Linked DNA regions of Mus musculus: region 2 is linked to region 1. A link is a contact called in public promoter capture Hi-C data. All regions are on one chromosome and are shown on one strand. The core of a region is the stretch at or near the end of the contact, and the rest is flanking DNA. Distances in the headings are between cores, read along the strand shown.

Region 1 (5,891 bases), core at 1,478-3,977:
TTCCTGTCTCACTCATTTCCAGTTCAATGACAGGAAGTTGTTCTCAGCTTCTTAGCCATCTCCTGTGCTGTGTAGCTGTGCCTAAGGGCACTCAGGAAACAATGGAGGACTATAAGCCCATCTTCCTCAGTGGCTATTGAATTCTAAGATCAGCAGGTGACTCCAGCCAGCTCACTGTGGGTACAGCTCAGTGTGGGTACTGGGGACCAAAACTGTGTCCTCTGCAAGAACAGTACATGCTCTTAGCACCAAGCCATTTCTACAGACACTGATGGTAAGCAAGGTGGAAAGATTCTTTTTGTACTTGATTAAATCTTGTCATCAATACCCTAAGGCTATAGATTGTAAAAAGTTCTTCTTGATAGCCTGGAATTTTTTTTTCATGTTTAAACAAAACAAGAAAATTCTTATAGTGCCTCACTTTATATATGAGAAGACCGAGACCCATAGCCCCAGTGCTCACAGCAGTCTTCATTTGTCCTTTAATAGCTCCAGTGCTCACAGCAGTCTTCATTTGTCCTTTACTTAGAAGAGTCTGGGATCAGTGTTCTTTGGGGACCATTTACAGAGTAGCCTGTCAGATGCTTGGAGATGGGCTAGCATGGTCTAGCATGGGCTAGCGGGGCTGCCCTGCTTGTCTCCTCTCAGCTCCGTGCCTGGTCCCTATCTCAGCTCCTTGTTGTGTCAGATGTGTTATGGTCACTGTGGAGCTGTGAGGGGGCAGCATTGCACAGCTCCTCAGAGCTCAGGCCTCCCACACAAGGCAGAAGTGGGAGTCTTCAGAAAAGAACGGGGAACTTTCCACACACATCCACACGGAGATGCTGAGCTCTGGACTGCTGTGATGTCAAAGTGATGGGACCTTTGGGAGGCCGCGGGCTTACAGAAGTCTTCCTCATGCCGGGCCTCTTCCTCTCATGCCCTCCTCCCCTTCCCAGCTGTGGTGCTCCAGAGGGGAATCTGTAGGCTCTTTCCACTGCCCCGTTCCAGCCTGCAAGCCTTTGTTTTCAAAGCAAAGCAAAACTCTAGGCCTGGTGTGAGAGGGCACTCCCATAGTCTCTGGAGGCTGAGGCAGGAGGAGCAGAGAGTTCAAGGGCAGATTGTACCACATTGCAAGACTTGTTTAAAAGGAAAAAAACTAAAAAGTAAGATTCCATGCTGGTTACTAAGACCCGCTGTGATAATAATTTGCTTCTGGCCATTTGAGAGAAAGTGGGTGACCTTGGAGGTACTTGGGTGACCTTGGAGGTACTTGTGTGACCTTGGAGGTACTTGGGTGACCTTGGAGGTACTTGGTGACCTTGGAGGTACTTGCGTGACCTTGGAGGTACTCGCAGATCAGAGTAGTGCCCTGGCATTGGTTTGTGTGTAAAACACACACTTACACCTCGAAGCGGCTGAGATGCTCAGCTTTGGTTGTGAGTTTCCTCTTGTAAAAGTGAAACCCTTAAAGCCATTAGCACCCTCCCCTGTCCCCAGCCCACACTAACCTTTGTTCTACTTTCTATTTCTATGAATGTGGCTACTTTACATGGTTCCTGTGAAAGGCAGCCTTTGTCTTCTTGTTTCAAGTTTATTTAAGTAGTTTCCTCTTGCTAGCTCATAGCAGGTTTTCCCTTTCAAGGTCAAATTATACCTGCAGTGTTTTGTGTGCCACGTGTGGTTTTGCTTACTTATATTGACTGGCCTTTTTTAGTACCCATTTCTTAGCAGTTGTGACTAACTGTGAACCTTGGTGCAAATGCCAGAAGTGAGGCGCCTGACCAAATGACCCTTGTATTTTTAATGTGCCACACTCTTTTCACAGCATTGGTGCTTTCCCGGTGCCCTAGGGTTCCACACACACACACACACACACACACACACACACACACATCTTCTCTTGCTATTTTCTGGTTAATTTGCTAGTGGTCAGTCTAGTGAGGTGATTACCCCATTGTGGCTCCTCTGTGACCTGTGTGGCTAACACTGGTTTTGCGATGTCCTCCATAGATATGCAGGTATAGCATAGAGTAATGACAGCGTCTACCTGATAGGAGGGATGTGGACCAGTCAGTGGAAGCTGTAATCACATAGGATGCAGACAGCCTCTTCTCTTTGGGGATTTAGAAAACAAAAGTAGGCACCTCCCCTACAAATGGCAGCCACATTGTTCAGCTTTGTTTTCTGACACAAACTCTTGCAGTGTAGGCCAGACCAGCCTTGACCTCAGAAGTCCTCCTGAGTGCTTGGATTATAGGCTTTACTGCCACACCTATGTTCAGCTCACACTTAACATCACAGAGGCTGTCATTTTTGCAGAAGAGTCATATTGTCAAAAAGACATCTTCTGGTCCCTTAGACTATGTGTGGCCATTTGCTTGGTTGCCTCAGTCTGCCAGCTGCCTCAACAGTTGCGGATACCTAAGGACGATGCTGTCTCTTAAGCTGATATGTCCAGGATGTTTGCCTGGTCAGGAAAGCCTTAGTGCTGTGTTTTCCATGGAGAGAGGCCACAATTTCACATTTAACAAGCTGAACATTATAGGAGTCGGGCAAGGACTGGGTCCACTAGTTTAAACTTCTGTTTCATAGCATCCCTCTATGCTTAAACTTCCTCATCCCCTCTTCCGAGCAAGCACAAAAGTGTTTCCCAACTCACAGGCTTCCTTTCATGGATTCCAGCCTTAGATCACACCCAGATAAGCATTGTGTAATAGGTGGGCGGGACTAGAATTTCAGCGACATATACCCACAAGGCAGGTGGGCGGGGGAGGAGGGCAGCAGAGGTCCTGGCTACAGCTGTGAGCCACTCAGGCCTGCGGTCCAGCAGCGACTTAGATAAAGGTCCCTGTGGAATTCCGGTTGTTCCCTAGCCATGGCTTTTCTGACTCTTCCCTTGCTCACACATTTCTTCCCTGTACTCCTCCTGGGACTTTCTCCCTGAGAGTCTTCTCACACCGCCTGCTTCCTTTCCTACGTTCTCCCGTGCCCCAGCACTTATGAATGTCTGCCCTGCATGGGCTGCCACGTGACTCTGCTCGTTCTTCCGTAGCTTCTGGATATAAAGCTTCATCTCTGCCACGTGACTCTGCTCGTTCTTCCGTAGCTTCTGGATATAAAGCTTCATCTCCGGAGCGGAGTGGAGTCCCCAGTGCACCCCAGCTTGCCCTTCACCATTGCCCTGCTTCAGAGCCTTGCCACAACACGCATATGCTCAGGGGCTTCAGACCCTGCACCCCATCATGGCAAAGACTTAGTCGCCAGAGAGCTGCTTGGAGTGCAGTGCTAGCAAATGCTAACATGCAGCAGGAGTTCAAGGGCAGGCCGGGGGAGAGTATAAGGAAGTATTAGGAGTGTGTGTCCTTGGGAAGTTCCACTGTAGCAAGCTTGCCCATTAAAAGTGTATCTTGTCATTAATAGGTAAAGGTATGGAAGTATGTAGATAAATATCTTACAATTTCCCTGGCCCAGAAAGGGAAATTTGGGCGTTTTTGAGCTGTTATGTTAGTCTGCTTGTCCTTCCCACCAGAGTTCAGACCATCCTTTTGGTCTCTGAGCCCAAGGCACAACTCTCTTCTGTTTTGTTTAGAGGTGTGGGGGGGGGGTGGGGGGGCAGGGGGAATCATTTTATAAAAAATGCTTCACAAGGGCTCATCACGGGCTTCACTAGGGGTGTACCTCCAGCCCTTGTAATAGTCTTTACCATGCCCAAATGAAAACTTTAATACATGTCTAAAACTATAGGACATGCCCCCTGCCCTGGGATAATGCAGTGGACACACCATGTTTGCAGGACTCCTCCCTGCTGGTGTAAGTAGAATGAAGGGGCCCTTGCCTCTCCTATGGGTTCAATGTTTGCTCCCTCCCAGATGCCTGTGATGAAGCCCTGGCCCCTACTGGGTAGGAGATTAGGAACAGCATAGAAGCCCAGCAGCTCTGCTTCCCACTGCTCCCCTGCTCCCAGCCACTCCCTAGCTCCTCACTATTCCCCAGCCCCTGGCGAGGGCTTATTTGAAAGCATACTCTCCCTCCTCTCTCCTGCTCCATAACTTAACCTCTTGACTCTTTCCAGGCCTCCTTTTAGCCTCCATAGCACCCGTGCCAGGCTTACACCTGTGCCGCGGCTGGGAGAGGCTTGGGGACAAATAAGGAAGTAGGTGTCTTCTCTGGTTCTTTTTACCATGCCTCCGGGTTTGCAGAGGCCAGAGCTGGGGAGAGGTGCACAGGCAGAGTGTGTGTGTGTAGTATGTGTGTGTGTGTGTGTGTGTGTGTGTGTGTGTGTGTGTATACATGCGAGCACACACTCCAAACAAGCTGCTTCACTGCACTTAGCTAATAACATGGGTTGGGCAATGGTGCCTTTAGCTTTCTGTAGTATATTTTTCTGTTGTGTGAGTGACTCATTGGTTTCTGTCCCTGACTATTTATGTTCAGATCTGGAGGGTTTTTTGAAGGGAATTTATTATTGTTCGATTTGTGTGGGTGGTAGATTTGGGTCAGTAGGGAGGAGCCCCTTTCTGAGTGCATTTCTTAAGAAAATGGTGTTAATTTGAGTTCAAACAATTGCCTTTGACTAAGATCATGTGATTTGGCCAGTGTTTGAAAAGACAGATGTATTTTTATACTTTATTTAATAGTCACGGTGCACATGATGGGTAGAGTCATTGTTTAATCTGAAACTTATTTAAAGGTACCCTTGGGGCTAAGAGGTTAGCTCAGTGGTAGAATACTTTACAAAACCCTCATTAAGATCCATAGCACTGCAAAAATAAAATAAATCCAAGACGTGCCTGTTGTCTCGTATTACAGTGTCACATAGTATGATGCTACCAGTTAAGATAAATATATAAAAACTTAACTTCAGTGAACATACTGAATGCCCAGATCCAGGGCCTTCAAACATGTCTGTGAATTAGAATTCCCAGTTGTGTAAGCCTTGTTTGCTGGGTCTACCCTAGAGTTTATGATTGATTTATCAGGCCTTGGTGTTTGGGACTGCATTTCTCACAAGCTCTCAGGGTTGCCTCTTGCTGATGCTATTAGGGCCATATTCTGGGAAGCAGTCCCGGGGACTCAGCTCATTGACACTGCGACCCACATGCTCTTAGGGGGACTCTGAGGCAGCTTTTGTCTTCTGTGCCTCTGGTAAACTGCGGGAAGAGGTGGCTTGATCAGCAGCTGTAGTCCTGGACATCAGCAGTGTAAATGACGAATGCTGAGTGCTTGGACATCTTTTAAAAGCTCTTTGTTGGGCTTAGGGTGAATACCAGTAAGCTAAGTGCACATGGTCCCTGCCTTCAGGCTCTGGCACAGAACTTGTAGCATGCCCCCTTGTTACTTCTTCACTGCACATGCATCGGGATGGAGGTCTTGCTTAACAGGTGACCCTTTGTTTGTGACCCACGTTACCAACTTGGCCTATTTCTTGCAATATACCTGCACCTCTCTCCTTTTCCTGGTCTTGGTGGAACTCTTTGTGGTCTCTGATTCTATCTGCTGCTTTGCCCATGCTGCACTTCTCAGGGAGAAGCTTTCCCTGGCCTTGGCAGCTGCCTTCAGACTCGGCACGTGATGACTGCCCCAACTCTATAGAAGAGCTGTTAGGGATGGCTCATTCATCAGTAATGGCCCCTCTGAACTCCTGTTACCCCGCTGACCTGTCTTCAGCCACTCCTGACACTGACTGGAATGGGGCCCACTCAGCTGTCTCCTTGGGAACAGAACTTGATTTTATCTCACCATTGTTTTGGGCTGAAGTGGGTGGATGCTTGGTCACAGGAGGATTAAGACTGAATCGGCCATATGTTTCTTATAAAGTCATATGTGTATAAAGGTATGTATGTGTTACTATCTCTGTAGATTTCAATGAGGAGGGGGATGGATGGATGGATGGATGGATGGATGGATGG
Region 2 (5,891 bases), core at 1,351-3,850, 820 kb after region 1:
GGAACACAGGGAGTGGTCTAATGATAGTGATGCCCCTTTTCCCTCTAGCCATTTTTTTCTCTCCTTTCTGTGTTGGGGGATTGAAAGGGTGGAAGAAAAGGGGCAGAAAAGGCTGGAAGAAGGAAGAGCCCACAGAGTAGCCAAGGACTGATTACACAGTAGGGTTTATAACTACCTGCCCATGGAGTAGCTGTGAGCAGCAAGTGACACTGTTTTCAAAGCAAGTGGCAGCATAATCCACTTGAAATCCAAAGCATGGAACCCTCAACTCACCAGAGCCCAGTCAGCCTCGCTTGAGCAGCTGCATCTGTCAGATAGGGAGGGGACGCCTGTTCTCTAGGTGTTACAACAGGTCATGTCTTACCCACACACATGCACTCTAGGCAACAGGCTTAGGAGACAGTTGTAGTCACACTAAGAAACAAGGGAGTGAGTTGCCCAAAGTGACTGGTTTAGCTATCGACCCAGACTCTGTCTACCATTAAGTGATAATGTCAGAAAATAACAGTCTGAGCTGACTCCCTGCTTCAGCCTACTGACCTCTAGGAAACGTGTGCATGGATCCTGGGGGCCCAGGGATCACCAGGCTCCTGTGGCTGCTCCTGAGTAGATGCACACCCTCCTCCCCTAGCCGCGCAGTTGGGTACACACTTAAGCTGATTGTGTTCATTCACAAGCTCGTCTTTAGTAGCTGCAAAGTTAGAGTAATGGTAACATCAGTAAACATCTAAATTAATGACTGTAAAGAGAATTCCATAAAAAAAATTAAGTTGAGTGCTTTGAGATGTTTCAGTATAAATGAGCTGTTTGAAGTTTGCTGTCAAATTTAATGAAGGCTAGATAATTATAAATGATGAAGAGAAAAGTCATCAAAGCCCCAAGTTGTCCCTGTCAAAGACCATGAACAAGCTGCCTGGTCAAAAGAATAAGGTGCTCAGACGAGAATACAAATGGACTACATCACTAAGTGCATTGTCTCCATTAAAGAAGCATTGAGTTTAATTTATTGTCTGACATGAGATTTTTTTTTTCATAATGACCAGGTTGTTCTGTATTCAGATTCTTTCATAAATGCTTTTAAGTTCTCCATTATACAAACCATAAGTAAAAATCATACATAATAGATCATATGCGGCTTATGCAATAAGACCACTCTCAGTATGAGATGAATATTGAATGCAAGGCATTAGTTCTATACAAAAAGACTAGTGAATGAGTGTGCATTTACACATTCAAATTAAGACAATGTCATTAATGGCACATAAATGTAGCTTTATGATAGCTGACGTTTTCATTTAAAGCATTAGCCATCAGCTTCAGCTGGTAAGGGAGCTTGCCCTCTACTAAGGGCTTCAGATCGACCAGTAGTCTACCACTGACCTCGGCAACTGTCTTAGTTTATTCCTGCATGCCTTGAGTGTCTTTATCCTACTATTCTGCAATTCTTTGTGATGCATTTATTTTTATGTGTATCGGTGTTTTGCCTGCACACATGTGTGTGTACCACACTGAAAGCCTGATGCCTAACAAGGTCAGAAGAAGGCATTGGGTCACTGGAACTGGAGTTACAGACAGAGGTAGTGAGCCATTGTGAACTGAACCCAAGTCCTCTGGAAGAGCATTGCGTGCTCTGAACCACTGAGCCATTTCTCCATCCCTTGTATTGCAACTTTTAAATTAAATACCAGCTCCTGAATTATAGATGCTTTGAAAGCTATAATCCTTTCTGTCATCGTCATAGGAAACGTATTAAATAAGCAATTTTGGTAATTGAGCAACTATTATGGGATATGACAGCATCATATGGCATGATGGCATAATTTAGTTTTAAGGTTAAAGTTTCTTTCACTTCCATTTCCACCCTAACCTTATAGTTATGTGTTACAGTGCTTTTATTTGGGTAAATCCCTTGTTAGATGGGCCTAACCATGAAGCCACACTTTGTTTTTCAGTCTCTCTCAGGGCTCTTAACTGCTGAGCTTTTGATGTGCCAGGGAGCTTATAAAACCAAATCCCTTAGAACTAAAAGTTCATATTTATTTTATTTTTTTATTTACTGATTAAATGAGAAATATCCCCCAATTATTTTTAACAGGGGTGATTTATCACTGTAATATTAATCTTAATTTGGGGTTTCAAAGGTATCTGGACACAGGCCTGTAATTCCAGCACACGAGAGGAAGAAGGAGGACAGTTGTGAGTTTAGGGCCTCCTTAGGCTACACAGAAAGTTGAAGGGCACTTTCACTTTCATGGTAAGGTGTTTTGTCAAAAACCAAGGGCTGGGGATGCAGACCATTAGCAGAGGATTTGCCTGGTGTGTGCAAGGCCCTGGGTTCAATCCCAGCCCTGCAGCAAAACAAAAAGCACATAATGAAGCTTTTATTTCTTAAATCAGTTAATCTTTAAAGATAAGCTGGTTCTACTATAGATCCCTATCATATGTATCCATTTGGCTGTTGTATTAGTTTCTGTTCTTTGCTGTGATAGAATACCATGACAAATCTTTCTGGGCTTATGGTTCCAGAGGAATAGGAATTTATCATGGCAGGGAGGTGTGGCACCAATCGGCAGGCAGGAACTGAAAGCTGGGAACTCACATCTTGGACCACAGGCAGGAAGCAGAGGAAGTGAACTGGAAATGATGCAGGCCTTTTAATCTAAAGCTCGAGTCCAGTGATGTGCTTCCTCCAGCAAGATTGTGCCACATAAACATCCCCAAACAGTTCCTCCATCTGCTGATGGAACCAAGTGAACAGGAGGTAGCAACCACTTTAGACTTGCACATTTGTGCATTCGAGGATGGGAGAGAAACCCAACCAAAACTCAGGGGCTTCCACCTCTGTCAAATTTCTAGAAGGCCAGTGCTGTGAGGTATGCAGAGATGTTCCTTCTAAGGTGAAAGATAAGTCGTTAAACTTGGCCCCTCCCACCACCAAGAAAGCAGCACAGTGTTTAGTGGGTCTCTCTGGATTCTGGAGGCAGCACACACTAAGTGCCTCAGAAAGCTGCTAGCCATGGATGGTGCCTGGAACAGGAAAAGACTCTTCAGCAGGCCCAGGCTGTTGTACAGACTGCTCCATCCAAGAGACCTACTGGTACCTGCCATGTCACAGGCAGATAGGAATGCTGTTCAGAGTCACTGGCAAGCCCCATAGGTGAATCAAAACAGAGACCCTTGGGATTTTGGAGCAAAGCTTTATCACCGTCTGCTGAAGGGAACCATTTGAGGATCAGCTCTTAGCCAGCTATTGAGCTGTAGAAACAGCATTCGACAATGAGACCTAAGCTGTCCACCATGAGCTAGGGTATTATCTGACCCACCAAGCCATAAAGTAGGGTGTGCTCAGCAACAACCCATTACCAAATGGAAGTGATATACATGATAGGGCCAAGGTGGGTTCTGAGGGCACCAACAAGCTACATGAAGAAGCTTCCTAAATGTCTCTTCTACTCCTGATGCAATGCATCTGCTCCCAAGAATGCACCATGGCCTCATGGGATGTGCCCTACCGTGATTAACTAAGGAAGAGAAGACTAGGGCCCGGCTGGCTCTGTACAATGTGCAGGCACCAATCAGAAGGTTAAACATGGGCTCAACAACATGGGCTTCTGCTCAACGAAGCTGACTTGGCTCTAGCTGCTCTTGAGTACCAGATATACCAGCAGCAGAGGCCAACACAGAGCCCCTATGTCACCATTCCCCAGGATGACCAACCTGCAACCAACTGGCAAGGTTTCTACATTGAACAACTTTTGTGGGAAGGGCAATGTTTAGTCCTTCCTGGAATAGATGCTTATTCTTGTTATGGCTTTGCCTTTCCTGCATGTACTGCCTCTGCCCAAACCACCATCTATGGACTTAGAGAATGCTTTATCCGCTATCCTAGCATTCCACATAGCATCACTTCTGACCACAGCCAGAGAAGTGTGACATTAGGGCCATGCTCATGGAATCCCCTGGTCTTACTGTGTTCCCTAACACCCTAAAAAAGTTGCCTTGGTAGAATGGCAGAATGACCTTCTAATGACTCACTTACAGGGGCAATAAGGTGGCAGCAACCTGGCATGAAGCATGGTTCTCCAAAAGATAGTATATGTTCTGAATCAGTGTGTGATATATGGTACAGTTTCTCTCATGGCCAGGATTCATAGGTCCTGGGACCAAGGCATGGGAATAAGGATGGGTCCGCTCACTATCATCCCTAGTGACTACTGGGAAAATTTTGTTTCCTGTTCCGGTGACCTTAACTTCTGCTGGCCTAGACGTTTTGGTTCCAGACAGGTGAGCACTTCTTCCAGAAGGTAAAACAAACATTCCATTGCACAGGAAACTAACACCCCCCCCCCCACCGCCACTTCTGAGCTTCTGATGCTGGAAGCCAACAGGCTAAGAAAGGAGTAAGCAGTGTTAGGGGAGGTGACTGAAGCAAGGAAGATGTGTCTGAAGTACAGGAGATCCTTTAGGGTGTCTGTTGTGCTACCATGTCCTGTGATTAAAGTCAGTGGGAAACTACCACGTAATGCATGCAGAACAGCAAAGGGATCCTTCCAGAATGAAGGCATTGTTCTATTCTCCAGAGAAGGAGCCAAGACCTGCTGAGGTGAAGGGTGGAGGAAGCGAAGAGCAGGCAGTAGAGGAAGGTAGTTATAAATACCAGCTAAGGCCAGCAGAAATAAGCTATAACTGACATGAGACTGTTTGTTCTATGTTTTGTTAAAAACACATTTGTGAATATATGCATACATTAAGACAATATTTGTGTTTTCCTTTATTTCTTTTTTCCCCTCTATTTATTGTATAATGTAACATCAATAGAGAAAATATCAGTGGTTAAATGTTTTAAGTCTATATTATCATATTTAAGAGGGTTTTGTTGTTGTCGTTTAGAGACAGGTTCTCACTATGTAGCCCTGGCTGTCCTGGAACTCACAGAGACCTGTCGGTCTGTTTCCTGAGTGCTGGAGTTGAAGGTGTGTCACTATGGCTGACTGCCATATTTAAGTTTTGAGAGACTGAAAGACTAAGCATTCTTCAAGGGGCTTTGCTACCTGTTCTAAAGCACATGCTGCCTCTGCCGTTGTTCATGGGATGAATCATCATGTCATGCTAGGCAAAGTATGTCCTGTTACTGTTTTCATTGGAAATTTATCATCATGGCATAAGATGTGATTTGTGTCAACTTGGCAAGTGGTAGACTTGTGATAGCTAGTCTTAGTTGTCAACTTGCCTATATATGGAATCAACTAAAAGGCAGGCTTCTGAGCGCAGCTGTGAAAGATTTTCTTGATCAGATTTTCTGAAGCCAGAAGAGCAGCCTAGATAAATGGACATAGGAGAAAGTCCGTTTGCTTTGGGAGTATTTGCCCTCACTTTTGCTGCCAAGTCTTTCTGTCCCTTTGCTCTGGTATTTCTTCACTGGTATTAGAGCCTATTTCTGGATTCCAGCATAGCCTGAAGACCAGCAGCTCTCCCGCACTCCAGCACCAGACAGACTACTGAGACATCTAACCTTGTAGACTGCATAAATCCCAGGTTCCCAGTCTTTCCAGATCACATTCTGCAAACTTTTCTAATGAATTCCCTTTAATATGTGTATATTCATCCTATCAGTTCTGATTCTTTAGAGAACCCTGGCTGATGCAGTTGCTACATTTATAATTAAAATAAGCAACACTTGGTCGTTCCAAATCTGCCTCCCAGTTTCCTTGTCTTCGGCATCCTTTTTCCCAACCATGCAGGCCTGAAAATACTGTTTTTTTTTTTTTAACTTCCTCTTGATTAGCCACAAACATCTTAAGCCAGTCTCTATAATACTATGTTTTTAACATTCATCTCCCTTTCAAATCTTGTTGTTTGCTTCCGAGTTTAAACTGCTTCTCACATTGTCA

What was found. Promoter capture Hi-C pulls out the DNA fragments that hold promoters and counts their contacts.
Region 2: a contact with region 1 is called in a promoter capture Hi-C map of hematopoietic stem and progenitor cells, with 6 times the contacts expected there. The contact joins two enhancer-like sites. A contact is called at or near these places in 5 of 39 promoter capture datasets (the 3T3-L1 cell line, embryonic stem cells, hematopoietic stem and progenitor cells and 1 more) and 1 of 115 datasets of contacts at active chromatin or transcription factors (memory CD8 T cells).

What each region holds. Positions count from the first base shown.
Region 1 is chr5:64,295,779-64,301,669 of GRCm38.p6, forward strand. The region is part of intron 14 of Tbc1d1 (TBC1 domain family, member 1); the gene reads left to right. Among named protein-coding and RNA genes, the nearest start is that of Gm38634, 42 kb to the left of the region's middle. Within about 2 kb of position 2,728, at least 178 of the 459 cell types and tissues checked have an H3K27ac peak or open chromatin away from gene starts, as enhancers often do. A contact at or near this core is called in hematopoietic stem and progenitor cells and memory CD8 T cells, where this site is marked.
Region 2 is chr5:65,117,456-65,123,346 of GRCm38.p6, forward strand. It overlaps a transcript of Klhl5 not described here. Among named protein-coding and RNA genes, the nearest start is that of Klhl5, 11 kb to the right of the region's middle. Within about 2 kb of position 2,601, at least 56 of the 459 cell types and tissues checked have an H3K27ac peak or open chromatin away from gene starts, as enhancers often do. A contact at or near this core is called in hematopoietic stem and progenitor cells and memory CD8 T cells, where this site is marked.